Regions from separate parts of the Sus scrofa genome. Here region 2 is linked to region 1. A link is a contact called in public HiChIP or PLAC-seq data. All regions are on one chromosome and are shown on one strand. The core of a region is the stretch at or near the end of the contact, and the rest is flanking DNA. Distances in the headings are between cores, read along the strand shown.

Region 1 (2,700 bases), core at 72-2,571:
ACATGTCACTTCAACGGAAGCAATGTGGAACGGTGGAAAGAACGTAAATTAAGACCCAAACGGACTGAAGTTCAAGTCTGGCACAGCCTAGTTGTGGCTCCCACTTCTATGTTGTGTAACCTGAACCAGATTCCTCATCTGCAAAATGGGGAAAATAACACTCACTTCAGAGACTGATATAAGAAAGTGCTTGGCACAGACAAGGCATCCAGCAAGTGTTCTCATTTCTTTGCACACAGCGAGATATTATTGATTGCCAAGGGTCCATGTCCTTCGCAAAGACGAAAAGATTGAGAAGTGTAATTTTTGGTGAGTTTGTATTCACACATTCTTTCAGGGAGCTTTTAGAGGCAGTCCATTGAACTACAAACCCCATAATGAATATAAAAGAATCATAAAGTTTCCGTGTATGAAGCCTTTGTGGTTTGGAAGAGGGCGAAGAGCCAAGCATTTTTTATTTTCTGGATTTTCCCTCAAGACACCCTCCCCCCACATACTCCTAAACTTCCTCTTGGAAGGCTAATTTCACAGGTTTCAAAATGAGCTTTCAGTTACAAGGCGAAAAGGTATCGCAATCATAAAACGTTGACGCCCACAAACTTCATAGCACAAAATCGTGTAAGCTGTATGGGACCGAGACCTTGCTAAAATAATTCTCCCCTATTGCAGATTTAATAGAAAAACATACGTTAGCATGATTACATCCCGTAGCCATTTTTAATCCTTTGAGAATCTGGGCTTAGCCCCAACGAGAGAGTCTCGTCACCGACCTCCCGCATATATATTATGTCCGACACACTCTCGTATTTGCATTCGATAGTGGATCGGCTGCTTGAGGGCGCCGGAACAGACCAGCGCCAACCCAGCCGGTGCCCGCCTGCGCAGGGCTGTGTACAAGCGAGCATGTGATCTCCCCATCCGCCAGGCCCCAGCTCGGTACCCGACGCGTCTCGCTCAGCCGCTCCTCCGAGCGTGGAGCCCGGAAGAACGCCGCGGCGCGCTCTACTCGAGCCCGTGCAGCCGCCTCCCGAAGCAGCCTTTCCCTTTCGCCTTCCCGGCGGCCCAAGGTCTTAAGCTCCCGGGACGCCCAGGACCGGGGGAAGGGCGGAAGGAGGGGCTCCTTTGGGAGCAACGGGGAATTCCCCCTTCCACCGAACGTTCCCGATTGTTCATAGTCTTCACGTCAGCAGCAGGGGGTAATCCCCGACTCCAGCTGCTCCTGACGTCACCGTGCGGAGCCACCGCCCCCCGCGCGCCCCTGCCTCCGGGACCTCCGTGAAGCCCCGCCCCTAGCCATAACCACGCCCTCTGCACCCTCCCTCAGCCGCTCGACGTAGAGGGCGGAGCTTCTTTGGCCGGGGCGTGAGCGGTTGCTTGGGCCAGAAGGTTCTCTGGTAGAGGCGCTCCTCCTGCTGCCCCGCCCAGTAGGTTCGTTAGCACCGCTTCTTCCATACCCTATTTCCCTCCTCCTTCTCCTCGCCCCGCCTTTCCCCTCCCTTCTCCTCAGCCCCTCCGGTTCCTTCCCCGCCTCGCCACCTTCCACGATCTCGCGAGACTTGGCCCAGAACATTGCGGATCGGGTCGGCGCCATTTTGGGACTGAGACTGGTTGTGGGGGAGGGAAAAGCGGCAAAAGGGGATTATTCAAAGTACCGAAAACCTCCTCCCGGGATCGAGCGCAGCGGCACCCCCAGGCCAGGGGCACCTCTGGTGTGGCAGAAGGTAACACCGTCTTCTGTGGTCCGCGCCGGGGTCTGGGGAGGAGGGGGTGTCTGTGTCGGCGTTGAGGTTTGAGGGGTCGGGAGCGGCGTTGGCGGCGCGAGGTGTGAGGCTGCCCACGGGCGGGGGCGGGGGGTGGCGGGAGAGCAAGGAGAGAGAGGGAAGGACGGTGCTGGGAGGCCCCTCTAGGTATTGACTCGGCCCGGGTGGAGCGGAGGTGGCGGTTGTGGGGAGGGGGTGGGTGGCTTAGCCTTGGCTGCTCAAGGGGGGGGGGTGTTGTTTGGCGGAGGCTGGGAACCGGTCCGACGCCTTCCTCGCTCGGTCTTCCTCCGGCCTCTCGCATGCGCCCGCCTGCTTTTGCACCGCTGCCGCTCTCGGAGGGCTGAGGGAGTCGAGGCCGAGTTGTGGCCTTCGGTGTTTTCTCGGCGCGCCCGCTCTGCCCGCCTCTCCGGGTCCGTGGCACTAGCTGTGGACCGAGTCGAGCGCTCCCTTGCCCCTCGGAGTCCTGTGGGGTCTGAGGGGACCTAGTCTGTTCGTGGGGAGAACCTCTCAATGTGGCTTACGAGAAGGGCTCGGTACCTTCACCTCTTCAGTGTTGGGAGAAACCTGTTTTCTTAATTCAAGGGAATGGGAACCCTCAGATCTCGCTGCTGCCCTTAGAAGCCTGGGTAAGTCTCTCCCCCGGGCGAATTTAAGGAATGTTCTTTCCCCACTTCTCAGCCACTTACCTTTCTACTTAGAGTGGGGAAAATGTGCCTCCTCTTTTAGACATTCTGATTTGGAGGGAGCGTCTTTCTCTTTATATCCCTCATTTGCTAAGTTGCATTTCTTAATGCTCGGTAGCTTTGCACCTTTCTATTCGTTTTCCTTTGGTAGATTTAATAGAAATACAGAGAGTCTTTTATAAGATTGTGTGCCCGTTTCAGTTTATAATATTTACTCAAGTATAAGAAGATTCGCTTATATAATCTCCCTATATTGT
Region 2 (2,700 bases), core at 11-2,510, 43 kb after region 1:
ATTTGAATATTTGAAAATGGCTCTTAATGACCATGTGAGCTGACTTTATTTTGTACAGATGAATTCTCTGGAAGATTAATTGACTTGCCTGTTCATGTAATTTGTGTGATGCTAGAGTAGAATCTAGGATGCATATTATCTTCTGTATTCTTTCCATAGGACTCATTTTGGAATTTTATAAAATGATTAAACATTTCATTTCATAGACTAAAATGTGATCATATGCCGACTCCTACTGAGAAGCAGCTGAGATTGCTTCTTAGTTACAGGCTCTGTTTGTCCCCTTTCCTCTTAAGTTTAGGTCTCTGGAATTTGTTACTTTGTTGTTTGTCCTCCTTCCTCTGCTCCCCCAGCTGCTCTCATCTATGCTTTTCCTAGGTTCATTTTTTTCCCAGGCCTACTTCAGACTCTGGATTCATATGAATTTCCTGCTACTCAGTTTTCTAATTTTCATTATTCATTTTTTCTGAAGTGAATTTAAGACTTTTTAATTTGTTTATCTTTGGCTGCATCTGCTGGCATGTGGAAGTTCACCGGCCAGGGATAGAACCCAGGCCACAACAGTGACCAGAGCCAGGTCCTTAACCTGCTGAGCCACAGAGGAACTCCTACACTTGTTTTTATTTTTAAGCTTATCAGTGAAAATTATCAGCACCTGGAAAGTTAGCTACCACATTAAAAGTTTAAGAATAATTCTTGTCTTCATCCAGATGTTAATCTGAGGTTAAGATTGACTGCTAGTATGTATGGTGAAATCCCTACTGTTTTCTAGAACCAAACACTTGATAAAGGCCCTCATGAATGAAGATGATGATATTGAGACTTGGGGATTGCCTGTTATTTATCAATTAGTCTAAGTTACCTCCAGAAAACAGTGTGAGTTTGAACTCTTAACTAGCAGTATTTGAAACTGTCTCCTTAGACCTTACCCAAAGTGGTTTTGACAAACACACACACCTTTAGTAATGACTTATACTGTCTGTCTTATCTTTTCATCCCTTAAAATTGCTATTCATAGATTCTCATTTATAATGAACCTCTTGTTTCCTGCCAAGCCCTTTTAATCTTACCTGGAGTAAATGGGACAGACATTAATTACTATTTGTTCTCTGTTTCAATTTAGTGTCTTTTATTTGTTGTTTGAAGAGATAATATGAAGACTTGCATTAAGGGTAACAATGTTTTCAGCACTGAATCTGGATCGTTTTCTGAGGAGTGCAGAATTTTAGCCCCATCATGTGGTGAAATTTTAAACTGCATGTGGTTGTTCATGTCTTGTGAAATAGGGCATGTCTTGTGAAATAGGGCATTGGCTTTTGAACTGTTGATTGGGGCCCAGGAGGAGGTAAATTTTACATAATGTTTTTATATGGACATAGATATAACTAAAATAGTACTCCTATACTTGCAGTCTTCCTTCTCTTCTGTTCATTTTTATTACAATAAAAAATGCAAATTGTTACTGATTTCATCATCCTTCATAATGAGTCCTGACCTACAGTTTGAAAAGCAACATTGGGAGTTCCCATTGTGGCTCAGTGGGTTAAGAACCTGACTAGTATTCATAAGAATGTGGGTTTGATCCTTGGTCTCACTCAGTGGGTTAAGGATTTGGTGTTGCTTTGAGCTGCGGTGTAGGTTGCAGATGCAGCTCGGATCCTGCATTGTTGTGGCTGTGTTGTAGGCAGGCAGCTGTGGCTCCAATTTGACCCCTAGTCTACCCCTAGTCTGAGAACTTCCATGTGCCTCAGGAGCTACCCTAAAAGAAAAAAAAAAAGTAACATCGTAATTACTCCTTCAATAATGTAAGCAGTGTGGGTTTACATTGAAAATGTGTGCTTATTGGAAATTTCAACCCAACTAGTATCTATGAGGATGCAGGTTCGATCCCTGCCCTCACTCAGTGGGTTAAGGATCTGGTGTTTGCCGTGAGCTTGTGTGTGTTGAAGACGTGGCTCGGACCCTACGTGGCTATGGCTGTGGTATAGGCCAGCACTTCAGCTCCGATTCAGCCCCCAGCCCAGTAACTTCCATATGCTGTCGGTGGGGCCCTAAAAAGCAAAGCAAAGAAAGAGAAAGAAAAATGTGTGCTTATTAAACTTCAGGCTAAGAGAGCATCAGAAAATTCAGAGTTCATTGAAACGTCTTATTTACTGTGTAGTTTTTGTTAACTACTGATTCAGATACTCCAGGAATCAGAAAATTGTAAAACTTTTTTTTGTTTGTTTGTTTGTTTTGGCCATGCCAATGGCATGTGGAAGTTCCTGGGCCCAGGGATTGACCCTCAGCTGCTGCAGCGACAATGCCAGATCATTAACCTGCTGCACCATGAGAGAATTCTAGAAAACTTTCTGGTGTTTTTTTTTTTTTTTTTTTTTTTTTTTGCTTTTTAGGGCTGTACCCACAGCATATGGAGGTTCCAGGCTAGGAGTCCAATCAGAGCTGTAGCCTCCAGCCTACACCCCAGCCACTGCAATGCCAGATCTGAGCGTCATCTTCGATCTATACCACAGCTCAAGGCAACGCTGGATCCTTAACCCACTGAGCAATGCCAGGGATCGAACCCTCAACCTCATGCTTCCTAGTCAGATTCATTTCTGCTGTGCCACAAAACTGTTTTTTTTTTTTTTTTTTTTTTATAAAGAATCCAGAAGAAGATTTAAAATATAATAACTAAAGTTTCTTGAGTCATTGCTACAT

Evidence for each region. HiChIP or PLAC-seq counts read pairs in DNA pulled down with a chosen protein or histone mark.
Region 2: an H3K27ac HiChIP or PLAC-seq map of alveolar macrophages shows a contact between it and region 1. The contact joins the enhancer-like site here to the promoter of GPBP1 in region 1. A contact is called at or near these places in 1 of 5 promoter capture datasets (liver), 11 of 47 Hi-C or Micro-C datasets (alveolar macrophages, blood, brain and 5 more) and 2 of 2 datasets of contacts at active chromatin or transcription factors (alveolar macrophages and skeletal muscle).

Annotation. Positions count from the first base shown.
Region 1 is chr16:36,215,914-36,218,613 of Sscrofa11.1, forward strand. It overlaps GPBP1 (vasculin), which reads left to right and starts at 1,322. Exons shown (of 13, transcript XM_005672465.3): 1 at 1,322-1,721.
Region 2 is chr16:36,259,206-36,261,905 of Sscrofa11.1, forward strand. All of the region lies in intron 3 of GPBP1 (vasculin), which reads left to right. Among named protein-coding and RNA genes, the nearest start is that of GPBP1, 43 kb to the left of the region's middle. Within about 2 kb of position 1,261, at least 5 of the 83 cell types and tissues checked have an H3K27ac peak or open chromatin away from gene starts, as enhancers often do. A contact at or near this core is called in alveolar macrophages and liver, where this site is marked.